Regions from separate parts of the Mus musculus genome. Here region 1 is linked to region 2. A link is a contact called in public HiChIP or PLAC-seq data. All regions are on one chromosome and are shown on one strand. The core of a region is the stretch at or near the end of the contact, and the rest is flanking DNA. Distances in the headings are between cores, read along the strand shown. Region 1 overlaps D630003M21Rik (RIKEN cDNA D630003M21 gene). Region 2 overlaps Tgm2 (transglutaminase 2, C polypeptide).

Region 1 (6,327 bases), core at 2,654-5,153, 97 kb before region 2:
TCCCTAATGGAGGTCACAAAAGGAGGTAGAAACCAGGTGTGCTAGTGTCCCAACATAGACAGGGTGGGACACACAGCATGAAGGGATGCAGGCCCATGGACTTACTGGCTTTATGTCCTTATGTCCTTGGATGACACTTGGGATCTCTTTCTCTTTCTGTCCCCAGGTTGGTGGGTGTCTTGGTCACTTTTATATTGCTGTAAAGACACCATGACAAAGGCAACTTATAGAAGAAAGAATTTTTCTGGGCACTCACAGTTCCAGAGAATTAGCGTCTATAACCATCATGGCAGGCAGCAAGGCACGAGACAGGCTTGGTGCTGTGGTAGGCAGTAGCTGAGAGGTGTTTTACCTACAAGGACAAGACAGAGAATGCCAAGTGGGAATGGCTTGAGCTGTTGAAACCTCAAGCCCCACCCCCAGTGACACACCCCTCCAATAGGCCACACCCCTCCAACAAGGCCACGCCCACCCAACAAGGTCATGCCTTCTAACTCTTCCCAAACAGTTCTATCAACTGGTGACCAAGTGTTCAAACATGTGAGCCTGTGGGACTGTTCTCACTCAGACCATAGCAGTAAAGAAGCAGGGATTGGCGGGTGGGTGGGGCTGGAGCAGTAGTGAGGCCTACAGGCCAGGCAAAACCCTTCCTGTTCTACCGGACTAAGGATCCCCCACCACCACCCCCCCTCACCCCCGCTCTGGGGAGTGACTTCCCCATTCCCACCACACAGCTCAGCAGCACGACAGCATGGTGACCCACCCTCCTTCAGAGTGCATCTGTAGGTGTTCATTTTCTCATTCACTTATTCTGCCAAAATGATGGGGGCGGGTGGCCTGCTGTGTGGACCCCAGATGGGAAGGACCGCAGCCTCTCTCTTTGGTGTTGGGATCTGGTTGAGAGTGAGCTGTGCTTTTTCACCTGCCTCAGAGTCACTCGGAGTCCCTCTGCCTCTCCAGTCCCTCTGCCTGTACTCACAGGCTGTGGAGATTTGGATTTGGGTATCTTTGGGTACTGTCCTGCCTGATCCCCTTGCCCTTTGGGGACCAGAAGTTAATGTGGGAACTTTTCTGATAAGGTACCAGAGAAGGGGGGACATCTGACCACACCGGGAGGAAGCAGGTGTAAAGTCTGAGTACCTTCCAGAACAGGCAAAGGCTGGCCTGAGTCTTGAAGTTAAATGAAGAGGGCGTTGCCAGGTGAGGTGAGAAAGAGGTAGGCAGGTGTTTGGGAGGAAGGGGCGACGCTGGCAGAGGAGGTGAGCTGGAGACTCCTCTTGTCACCGTGGAGGAACAGACAGAGGTGGCAGGGCTCAGGGAGGCTGGTGTCATGCACAGCAGTTAGACCTAAGCTGCTGGAGGCCGGGTGTATGAGAGTCAGTCCTGCTCTGGGGTCCTGGAGGAAGATGGCTGAAGTACAGAAGGCTGGTGAGGCAGAGAAAGTGATTGCATGAAATTGGTCATAAAACATGACAGGGGAAGAGTCATAGGTGGGTGAGCTGGAGAAGGAGAGGCCATTGAATGTGATATGGCTGAAGGCCGATGGGACAGTTGTCACGAAGGAAGCTGCAGAGGGCTTGCCACTATGGGGTCTGGCTGTGGGGCCATCGATGCGCAGAGGCAAGGAGGTACGGGATTGGAAAGTTCCTGAGGTAGGCTGGGGTGAAGTGAGGGTCTGAAGATCACAGGAGCGGTCACTGCTCCTGCCCATACTGTTACTGTAACTGTTCTTCCTCCCTGCTGTCCCCATCAGGACCCTTCTGCCCTTGACATGGCCATCCAGCATGCCCTGGCAGGACTCTACCCGCCTTTCGAAGCCACTGCTCCCACTGTCCTGGGTCAAGTGTTCCGGCTCCTGGACTCCGACTTCCGGGGAGATGGACTGAGCTTCCTCTTGGATTTTCTCATCCCTGCCAAGCGTCTGTGTGAGCAAGTGCGGGAAGCGGCTTGTGTAAGTTGGGGAGGGCCTGGGCTGTGGTAATGGGCTCCCTAAGGAGGCCTGAGGGCTGGAATTGAGGAGAGAAAGAGATGGGCAAGGTGTGTCTCCCCCACAAGAAATATGGTGGCTGTGGGGAGAGTTCCCAAGAACCACTGCTTATCGGAGGGAAAGGCCACCTGTCAGTAGAGAGAGAAGGCTAGTCGACTCGATCCTCTGACGCCTTACAGCCAATGGCACTTGCATTCTACCAACAAGGGGTAAATCCAGGTGTCTACTGACCTTGCCTGGTCTCGAGGGGCCTGCCTGGGTGCTGGCACCATGCGTGGTACCACCTGGCTCTGGCTCTGATGAGATGGCTTCCACAGAGGCCAGAGAATGTTCCAGAGCTTGCCCAAAGACACTGTCACTTTTAGCCCTGAAAAGCTCTTGAGATTTCAGGGTGGTGACTCTTGGGGCAAAGTGAGAAACCAAATGTTTTAGGCAGTAGTGGAAAACAACTTAGTCCCCAATCAGGCTTGAGCCGACCCAGTCAACCCACCGGAAGATACATTCTGCTGCTTCCTGCCTCTGCTTCTCTCTGTTGGCCAGAGGCTACAAGAGCTGTAAAGAGAGAAGTCCCAGGAAGGATCTTAATTGGCCAAGCTGTGGTCATGTGTCCATGACTGGACCAATCACAGTTGACCAGAGGAACAGGGTATTAAGATGGACCAAACCCTCTGAGTCATGTGTCTGTCTCTGTCTTTGTCTGTCTGTCTGTGTCTGTCTGTCTGTCTGTCTCTCTGTCTCTGTCTCTCTTGTCTCTGTCTCTTTGTCTCTATCTCTCTGTCTCTGTCTGTCTCTGTCTCTCTGTCTCTTTATCTGTCTGTCTCTTTGTCTGTCTCTCTCCCTCTCTTTCTCTCTCCTTCTGTCCCCCCTCTCTCGTTTTAAGACAATAGTAAGGTGATCACCAAAGAGTCAGACTTCTGATTCCCCTTGCCCTCGTCCCTCAGAGGTTTGCCGATGCCTCTTGAGCAATTGTTAGCTCCCCTGCCCACTGCCACCCCCAACAAGAGCCACGCTGCCAATCCTAGGAGTCACAGCATCTAGTAGGAATGCCCCCACCCCATGGCAACTGCACCCGAATGGGAATAGTAGAATGCAGTGTCTCCAGAAGCCTTTGCCAATGGCCTCTCCATGGCTCCCTGACCCTATTGCATGAAGATCCTCCTCCCACCCCACCCCCTTTTACCTCCTCTTGACCAGCCACACAACTGTCACTTTGTTCAGCTGACCAAACCACAAGGGCAGGCCTGGAGACATAGCGCTGTTGGTAGAAGGCTTGCCTGACATATGCAAAGCCCCGGGGCTGCATTCATCCACATTAGATGGCATGGTGATGCATGCCCATGATGCCAGCACTCCGCAGGCAGAAGCGGGAGCATCAGAAGTTCAAGGTCATCTTCAGCTACAGTGGAAGATCTAAGCCAGCCTGAGCTACACGAGAGACCCTGTCTTAAAAGGAAAAATAAGTCAAAACCATGCTTTCCCTGTCCCCTCCTTTCTCAGTGGCAAATTTACAGCCTTTCTGTGTCTTTATTTTTAATTTTGATTTGGCTGTCATGGACAAATCCATGTCACCTCAGAATAGACAGGAGCAAAAACAAGCACACAGTAGGTCGTTTGAAGTCAGGCTCTCTGCTTCAAACCAAGACGTAATTACTGAGACTATGGGGGATTCATGTTGCCTCTTTGAAGCGCCACACCTCCACCCCTGTAGGCAAGAGAGATTACAATGGCAGAATGCTAATCTAGCAATGGCCATCTTAAGGTGCTGGTCTGGCAAGGCAGAGGTAGGTCAAGTTTCCCGACTTCTCATTCAGTACTGTCTCTGTGTCATTTTAAATGCTCAGCTTGAAAACCAGACACCTGGGCTGGCAAGATGACTCAGTAGTCAAAGGCTCTCACCACCCAAGCCTGGTGACTCAAAGTCAATGCCTGGAACCCACACAAAGATGAAAGGAGAGAACCCAGGCCTCAGAGTTAGTCTGTGACCTCCCCATGGATGTTTGCTTTGATACACTTACACACACATGCACACAAGCAGGTATTTTCAGAAGGGAGTGAATTCATGTTCCCTTCTGCATCCGTACTCGATCTATCTCACACCAGCCCAGAAATACCAGTGTGTTTTATTCAACTCCGATTTGCAGATAGAGAGATCAAATCTCAGAGCAGCTCAGTCACAGATATAAACAACCCATTTAGACCTCAGATCCATGTCTTTCTGGCTTTGAGGGGAGGGAGGGTCTAGCTGGGTTGGGAAAAGTTTAGGGTAGATGGGAAGAGAGGGTCATGAAGCAAGCAGGGTTGCCATGGAAGGCACCTGCTGATTGGTACTTGGAGCACTGGCCTTCCCTCAGGCCCAGGAGGCTAGCAAGCATCTTCAAAGTCAACACCAAGGGTAGGAACAAGTGACCTCACACACTCTGAGAGCAAAGGCCTCTTTGGTGCCTCGTTCTGGGCATCTCTCTTGCCTTTGCCTGGTCCCTGGCTATTTGAGGTCCCATGTGGGAGAGGGAAGGAAGTTGACCAAAGCCAAGGTCCCCTGGAGCCAGTTTCTCTTATGCTTCCCCCCCCCCAACTCTCTCTGCAGGCCCTCTATACCCACTGCCTCTTCCTGCATGAGGGCTGGCCGTTGTGTCTGCGGGATGAAGTTGTGGTACACCTGGCACCACTCAATCCACTCCTGCTACGTCAGGGTGATTTCTACCTTCAAGTAGAGTCCTGGGAGGAGCAGTCTGTCCACATGACACTCAAGTGTCTCTCTTCAGACCTCCGTGAGGTGGACAAGAAGCCAATTCCTGAGTCCTCCTACTCTCTCATTTTCACCCCAGAATGGTTGGAGGCCATCAACAATGACTTTGAGGGACGTCCCTTACACAACTGTCTCGTGGCTTCAGAAAATGGGATCACACCTGTGCCTTGGACCAAGATTACCAGTCCAGAGTTTGTAGATGACAGACCCCCAATAGTGAAGGTCCCTTCCTCAGACGGGGACTCCTGTCCACTAGAAGACCTCCATCTGAGCAGACCCCAGGAGCCATACCAGGCTGGTGACTTGGGCGGCAAGGGATCTGTGGCCCAGATCTGGGATAAGGGTAAAGGGAAGTTGTCTGGGGACAAGTATCCAGGGCTCATCAAGGTGGAGCCAGCAAGGTCAGGTCAGCTCGCCTTTAGGACAGACAGTGAGGCCAGCCAGAGCCTGGAGGGGGACTATGTGGCTCTCCTGGGCTTTCCCCAAGAGTATAGAGGGGCATCCCCAGACAGTGAGGTAGTGACATTAAGTGTAGATATTCAAAAATCACAGGAGACAAGACCCAGAACTAAGGGGGCACCTCTGCTTGGAAAGACCCTTCCTCTCTCGGGGCCTGCTGGGGCACCTCCCTTGGGAAGATGGGCATGTGAAAGGCCAGCAGGCTCAGGGGAGAAGCCCTGTAGCGGAGGCTCAAGGAGAAAGGCCAGGCATAAAGCATCTGGCCACACTGCAGTGCGACAGCCACAGCAGCCCCATACTAGTGTCCCGGAGAAGCTGCCGGACTGTACCTCTGGCCTGGTGGAAGACACTGAGGAAGAACCAGCAGCCTCTGAGATGCAAAAGCCTGTGGGAATGCCAGAAGCCATGGTTCGGCTCAGGCCTGGGCCAAGACAAGCATTCTCTCCCCTCCTGTCTTCAGCTGGCCCTGGATCCCCAGCGGCTGAGACAAAGACAGAGGAGACCACACTAGGACATGGGAGAGCTTCCAAGCCTGAGGACTGCCTCAATAAGAACGCCTCCTTCCATGGGTCCCCCGCTCCTGGGCTCCAGTTCTCCTTCTTGAAAGAACAGAGGGTACCCCATGTGACCCCCGAGAAGGCCCTACTCCAGCATGCCAGGCCTCGGAAGGCCCTGTGCCCCCTCTACTCTCTGCAGCCTTGTGAAGCCAAGGCCCCAGGCAAAGGTAAGAGCCCACATTCAGCAGGACAAAGGCAGACTTATATCTTGGTGCAGAAGACTCGGGCTGTGAGGATCAGGGCCACACTGCTGTCCCACTCTCAGGGGGCTAAAGACATCTCACTACTGTCCAGCTGAGCAATACTACTGGGGTTTTTTGGGTTCACATTCCAGCTTTGGGGCATGCTGTGTGACCTTGGCCAGACGTTTAGCCTCTCTGAATTTAGGCCTCTTTCTCTGCTGGGGACTTATATCTCAGAGATGCTCTGATGGTTCAAAGATGCGCCTGAAGGAAATAACTTAGCATCACTGGCAGAGAGCAGATCACACTATAAGTTGTGTTGTCACTTGGGTGGGAGAGGAAACGCTGTCCCTTGAAAAGTCTGTCTCCTGGATAACATCTCCTGCTTTGTCATTC
Region 2 (6,321 bases), core at 1,923-4,422:
GGTACACAGGAGAAAGGTGGACGGAAGGCAGAAAGAAAAGACTGTTTCCTTGGGAGACCTCAACGTTAGAAAGTCGAGGGAAGGGCAGTCAGGCAGAGCCGTCCCCGTACAAACGAATCATCGTGTCCCTGCTTCATATGTGCCAGTCGTTCAGGTCTGCGTGTGTCACAGAGAAATAAAATGGAACCTTGACTCTTGAGCTTCTGGGGTTTGAGGTAGACACGTAAACAGAAAACCACCAAGGCGGGACAGGTAGGAAAGGTTTTCTTGGGGCAGGGGTCACTTAAGGCTGCATCTTGAGGGTTCTACAGGAGTTCATCTGTGAGGGTAGTATGCACCTTCCTCCTCCTACACAGAGGCATGGAGAAGGTTCCCTTGGGGTGTCTCTGAGTCACCAGGACTCTGAAAAGCCAGCTTACTCCATCCCAACACTCGCCCATCGAGCCTTGTTGCCGGCACGATCAGAGTTCTCTTCTCTACTGCACAGGGTCACCCGAGGAGAGGGAAGTCTTCACCAAGGCCAACCACCTGAACAAACTGGCAGAGAAAGAGGAGACAGGGGTGGCCATGCGCATCCGAGTGGGGGACAGTATGAGCATGGGCAACGACTTCGACGTGTTTGCCCACATCGGCAACGACACCTCGGAGACTCGAGAGTGTCGTCTCCTGCTCTGTGCCCGCACTGTCAGCTACAACGGGGTGCTGGGGCCCGAGTGTGGCACTGAGGACATCAACCTGACCCTGGATCCCTACTCTGGTAAGGCTCCACCTGCCCAGTACATCCAGTGTTTCATGTGTGCTTCTCACCTTCCAGACTCTCTTGCCTGGCATCACCAGGGCCAAGCCGTGTGTGTGTGTGTGTGTGTGTGTGTGTAGGCAACCATAAGTGTCACCCCTTAGGTACAATCCACCTTTTTTTTTTTTTTTTTTTTTTTTTTTTTACATATGACAGGGTCTCTTGTTGCCTAGAACTCTTCAGACTAGCCTGGACATCTAGTCCCAGAGATCTGGCTGCCCCCATCTCCCAGCGCCACCATTACAAGCCTGGATTTTTGTGTTCTATGGGATATGCATTCTTATGCTTATAAGACAAGCCCTGTACTGGCAGAGTTGTCTCTCCAGTCTCCTGGCATGCTTAATTTTAAAGCTGAGAGAAGTGGGAGCTGGTCTAATAGACCACACCTGTAATCCCAGTTCTTAGGGGCGAGGGCAGGACATTTGAGACAGGAAGATTGAGAAATTTGAAGCCAGCTTAGGCTATATAGTAAGACCCTGTCTCAAAAAGAAAAAAAAAAAAAAGAGGAAAAAAAGGTGTGTGTGTGTTGGGAGTTGGGTGTAGAGTCTATCACTGCACCCATTTTCCAGATGTGGAGACAGAGGCACAGGGTAGTCAAGTCACTTTCCCATCAGAGTTGTGCAGCTAGGAAGTGAGGGCCTGTCTTGTTTCATGGCATCTTCCCATGAGTTTGCTGGCTCTCTCAGTCCTTGTTGCTCTCTGTCATTAGTCAGTTCTCTCCTCAGTGTTCCCCTAAAGTTGTTCTGGGCCCTGAGGCCACACACTGAGGTAGCAGAGAGCCAGGACACAGTCCAGCTCCATAGGACCTAGTGTGAGCACCACTCATCCTGGCCACTGGCTGAAGCCACCCCACTACCACCGAGCCCTTGTCCATTGGGCTCACGGGGGTCAGCATCAGTCAGTGAGGACTGTGTGTACTTCTGTACTGTCAACACTCAGTACTGTCAGTGTGACCTTCCTGGACAAGGAGAAGGCCCAAGCTGGTACTGTCCGTGCTTCCACTCCCAGGCCCTCCACCCAGCTCTGGCATAGCTCAGATTTTCTGAATAGACAGACCTTCTCAGGGCCTCTAGACTCTTCGCTCATGGGCCTGGCAAATCACCTTAGCCCCTGGCCTGGGTCCCAGCACTGACAATGCAAGATGCATTCCAGAGGCAGCTGGACTCACGTGGCTTTTGCCTCCACTGCCTTCACAGTGCACAGTACGCAGGCCATCGAGGTGACTGTGCCCATCACATGAGGCAGCAGCCTGCTCACCTGATGGACAGCTCTGGAGATAGCTTAGAGCAGATGTGGAGTCACTGTGCCTGGTGCAGTCTGCTTACATGTGAGATCCAGGAAAACAGAGGCTGGGTCTTTCTTTACCACTGTGATGATACATGGTCACTCAGGTCACTCAGTGTCAGCTCAGGGCATCTCTACCACCTGATGGAAAGATCCAACTCATCATCTGTGTCTGGATCCCAAGAATAAGAGGCAGGGGTTCTCACCATGGGTAAATGGGGAAGCCTGGATGTCTCTATTCTGGTTGCTACCACCTGCTGCTGTTGCCCTGGACAACACAGTTGTAGTTTTCCATACAGGCCACAAACCCCCATTTGTACACAGGCCGGTCCTCCAGCTGAGACCACTCACTTGAGCGTTTTATGAACTATCCCGGTGAAAGCAATGTGCTTCAACATAAACGTGGGACAAGCCCTAAATACCAGGTGCCTTGCTCCCAGCCATGGAGTCACCTCTGCCTTACAGATACCATCAGAGCACCTGCATTGCGCTGCGGAAGCTCCAGCCAGGCCCTCAGTTCAGTCAACAGTGCTCTGCCTGCCAGGAATTCATGAGGGATGGCACAGGAAGCAGGGAGGACAGGCCAGGGGCTCTGTGTGCCGGGCTCTGGCTGGAAAGCACAGCTAGTCCAACATGGCTTCTTGGGGCTTCCAGAGCCAAGGTCAACCTGAGACCCATTCTTTTCCCCTTTGGTAGAATTGCTGTGTGTCTTGCTCTTTGATGATATGATCTGGGGACTTCCATGTGCTAATGGACAGGAAGCCAGGCCCAGGGCAGCTGAATGGAGTCCAAATGCACTCCCCTTCCTCCACCCCGAGCTCGCTCTCTCTCTCTCTCTCTCTCTCTCTCTCTCTCTCTCTCTCTCTCTCCTCCCTCAGCCACCAGTGTGGCTCAGTGACCATCCCGAGGGACGAGGGACGCGTCTAGAACAGGGCATAATGTCCAAGGGAAGACCGAGGCTGACCACATTCAGTTTCTCCTCCCAGCCAGCATTTGGCCCAAAGCCAAGGCCTGGTGACTGATCTGTGAACGCCGAGTGGCTCTCCAGGACCTGGCCTGGCCTGGCCTGGCCTGGCAAAGCCAGCAGCCAGGGCCACACCCTCCTAGTGTCCAGTGTTTCCTCTTTCTATTTGCCCCCAGGGTGGGGCTGGTCAGTGCAGCCTTTAGTCCTCACAGAGGCATCATGGGGCAGGGGCAGCTCTCTCTGACTCTGATGAAGCTGGAAGGCCCAGCTTTCTAATGGCTGTGCCACAAGCTGCCGTAGCCAACGATGGGCAGGCCACTGTCCCCCCAGTTTTGTCAGTCCTGCAGATAACCTGAGCAGCAGTCCCCAGGTGGTGGGGCAGAGTGGTACTAATTTGCCTTTGGCTCCCCAGCCCTTGTGAGTCACCTCGATTAGCTCTGACCCCTGTGGCATGAATGTTTTGCCATGATGTAGTAAGCAGGACTCCGTTGGTTTATATTTATTGTGGTGTTGGTTTGCTATAAATAACGATGAAAATCTTCTTAGCAAAAGATGGTAGTGATGATGGTGGTGGTGGTAGTGATGATGATGATGTTAAAAATATATATCAGGTTGTAGAAAGATACCATGTAAATATGAGGACCCTACTGATATGTGACTACCCACTCAGGGTATGTAAATGCTGGCCTAGCAAGGGAAGGGGATGCCTCTGCTGTCAGAGTGCTGGCTGCTCCCTGCAGGGCCACGATGATGCAAAGTTGGCTCGGTACCAATGAGCTTAGAGAACATCCCTGCAGAACTCCTGTTTCTCAGGGAATCCAGGAGCAAAAGGGACTTGCCCAAGGTCTCAGTGAATGAGGAGACGGGATGGGAGGTGCAAGCCAGTAGGTCCCAGCTCTTGGCTCCTGTCTCCAAACCATCCTGCTTTCCACAAACCCCACTGCCCTTAGGCCTCCATTTTCTTGTCTGGGGGAAAAAATGAGATTAGGCCCAAGCTTCACATGGGTTGAGGCTGTGTGGCCCAGTGGTGGGTGAGCCCACTCTCAGAGGGCAGGTGGCGCTGCCGATATGATTCAGATGCCTGGGTGGCATGTCCGGCCGTGGGGTGACGTATGGCAATGCCATTTTACTTGCCCAAGCCTTGGCTTTCTTGCCTGTAAGCAGAGTGATCAAAAGCAAAGCCACTCTTGGGCTGTCAAGAGGATAAAATGGAAGGCGTTGGGAGCGGCGCTGTTTCTGGCAGTCAGCTGTCCCAACTTCTCCAGAACACTGGAGCCTCCCTATCCCACTCAGGAAACCCTTGCCACTCTCACAACCATTCATACTGCCCAGGTACTATTAGTAGGTCCTGGAAGGTGGAACCCTGCCAGGTCACCAGCTAGAAGGAATCGAGGCAAACTGGGAACACAACTCCATGAGAGAGCACCTGTTTGGCAAGAGAGAGGCTCTGGGTGCTATCCAGCTGTGGTGCTGAGCGAGTCTGTTGATCAGATCCAGCCCTCATAGCCCACACGTCACACCTCCCTCCCTCCTTCTTCCTCATTGCAGAGAACAGCATCCCACTTCGAATCCTCTACGAGAAGTACAGCGGGTGCCTGACAGAGTCAAACCTCATCAAGGTGCGGGGCCTTCTCATCGAACCAGCTGCCAACAGCTACCTGCTGGCTGAGAGAGATCTCTACCTGGAGAATCCCGAAATCAAGATCCGGGTAAGGAGCAGATGCCCCCGAACCCCCGCACCCCGCCCCTGGACAGAGCTCCCATTTACACACCTGCTTCTCTGCAGCCTGGGACCTTTCTGTGTCTCTGGGTCCTTGTGGAAAGCATTATAAAGATAAGAGAATGCAGGACTTGAAGCCTCTGGGATGGGCTGCTGGAGCCTGGGGTGGAGGGTGTGGTTGTCTAGATCTGGGACCTAGGTACTTTTTTGTTTGTTTGTTTTTGTTTTTGTTTTTGTTTTTGTTTTTGTTTTTTTTCCAGACAGGGTTTCTCTGTCCTGGAAGTCACTCTGTAGACCAGGCTGTCCTCGAACTCAGAAATCTGCCTGTCTCTGCCTCCCAAGTGCTGGGATTAAAGGCGTGCGCCACCACCGCCCACCCCCCAACCCCAGGTATCTTTAAAAGGCCAGTGTACCCACCTTGGTGATACTGCTGCAGCCAAAGAATGGTGGCAAGCATGGTGCCCCAGGCTTGTGCCTGAGTGACACTGAAGATGCTAATTCACCCTTCTGGTCCCTAGTTCACACCTCTGTGGGACCAGTTCAGCGCTGGCACTTTGGGGATACTGTAAGAATCCAAGTATGTCCACAGGAAGCAGCGAGGGCCTCATACTGCATGTTTGGAGGCTTGGTGAAAGCCAACTGTACCATCATCACCATCTTCCTCCCAGCCCTCTTCTGGGGTGCTCCTAAGCCCGAGCAGCAGTTGCTCTAGAGCACCTCATAGTCATGGGCTGGAGTCTGTTAAGTGCTTACAGACCTTAGCTTATCTGTCCTAACGAACTGACAGCTTTCTCTTATCAGCAAACCAGGGCTCAGAAAGGGTCCGCTTTCCCCAATATCACACAGCAGAGAAGAACAGGGTCTGCTTAGCTCCAGTCCTGACCTACCAGCTGTGACTCTAGGACACAGGAGACTCTTTATGCTCTCTGTGGGTCATGTGGAGCCTCAGTAAAGTTCCATGAAAGATCTGAGAAGTATCCACCATGGTGGTTTGCAGATGGGAAACTGAGGCACCAGGATGCGTCCTAGGCATGGCAGAGTTGGGAGCTACTTCTTTTAGCAAACACGGGAGAAAATCTGTAGGCACGCAGCCTGGCTCCCTGCCCTAACCTTCACCTGCACCCTTCCAGGTCCTGGGAGAACCCAAGCAAAACCGCAAACTGGTGGCTGAGGTGTCCCTGAAGAACCCACTTTCCGATCCCCTGTATGACTGCATCTTCACTGTGGAGGGGGCTGGCCTGACCAAGGAGCAGAAGTCTGTGGAAGTGTATGTACTGGGAGCCCAGGTTTTGGGGAGGAGGAGGCTGGAGCCAGGAGGCAAGGCTGCTGAACCCAGCCCAACCTGTAGCCCAGTCCACTAACCTGCTCACCTGAATCCCACCCACCCTAAACCCCAAGCCAGAGTGCCCACAAGGTGGTGACCTTTCAACTCTCACAAATGATAACTGCAGGTCATTCCCCCACCTGGACACACCAGACACTATGTGCTGTCTCCACACAGTCCTCACAGAACCCAGTTGTCCACATGCGTCTGTGGGTCCATGCACTATCAGGCAT

What was found. HiChIP or PLAC-seq counts read pairs in DNA pulled down with a chosen protein or histone mark.
Region 1: an HNF4G HiChIP or PLAC-seq map of pancreatic cancer cells shows a contact between it and region 2. The contact joins two enhancer-like sites. A contact is called at or near these places in 1 of 39 promoter capture datasets (embryonic stem cells), 3 of 15 datasets of contacts at CTCF or cohesin (the NIH/3T3 cell line, embryonic stem cells and large pre-B cells), 18 of 484 Hi-C or Micro-C datasets (B cells, the C3H10T1/2 cell line, Sertoli cells and 13 more), 4 of 115 datasets of contacts at active chromatin or transcription factors (double positive thymocytes, embryonic stem cells, kidney and 1 more) and 3 of 9 other capture datasets (adipose tissue, embryonic stem cells and liver).

What each region holds. Positions count from the first base shown.
Region 1 is chr2:158,216,022-158,222,348 of GRCm38.p6, reverse strand. It overlaps D630003M21Rik (RIKEN cDNA D630003M21 gene), which reads left to right. Exons shown (of 14, transcript NM_177657.5): 2 at 1,754-1,951; 3 at 4,572-5,916. Among named protein-coding and RNA genes, the nearest start is that of D630003M21Rik, 10 kb to the left of the region's middle. Within about 2 kb of position 3,903, at least 8 of the 459 cell types and tissues checked have an H3K27ac peak or open chromatin away from gene starts, as enhancers often do. A contact at or near this core is called in pancreatic cancer cells, where this site is marked.
Region 2 is chr2:158,118,557-158,124,877 of GRCm38.p6, reverse strand. It overlaps Tgm2 (transglutaminase 2, C polypeptide), which reads left to right. Exons shown (of 13, transcript NM_009373.3): 10 at 488-757; 11 at 4,593-4,753; 12 at 5,895-6,031. Among named protein-coding and RNA genes, the nearest start is that of Gm34458, 16 kb to the right of the region's middle. Within about 2 kb of position 3,172, at least 85 of the 459 cell types and tissues checked have an H3K27ac peak or open chromatin away from gene starts, as enhancers often do. A contact at or near this core is called in pancreatic cancer cells, where this site is marked.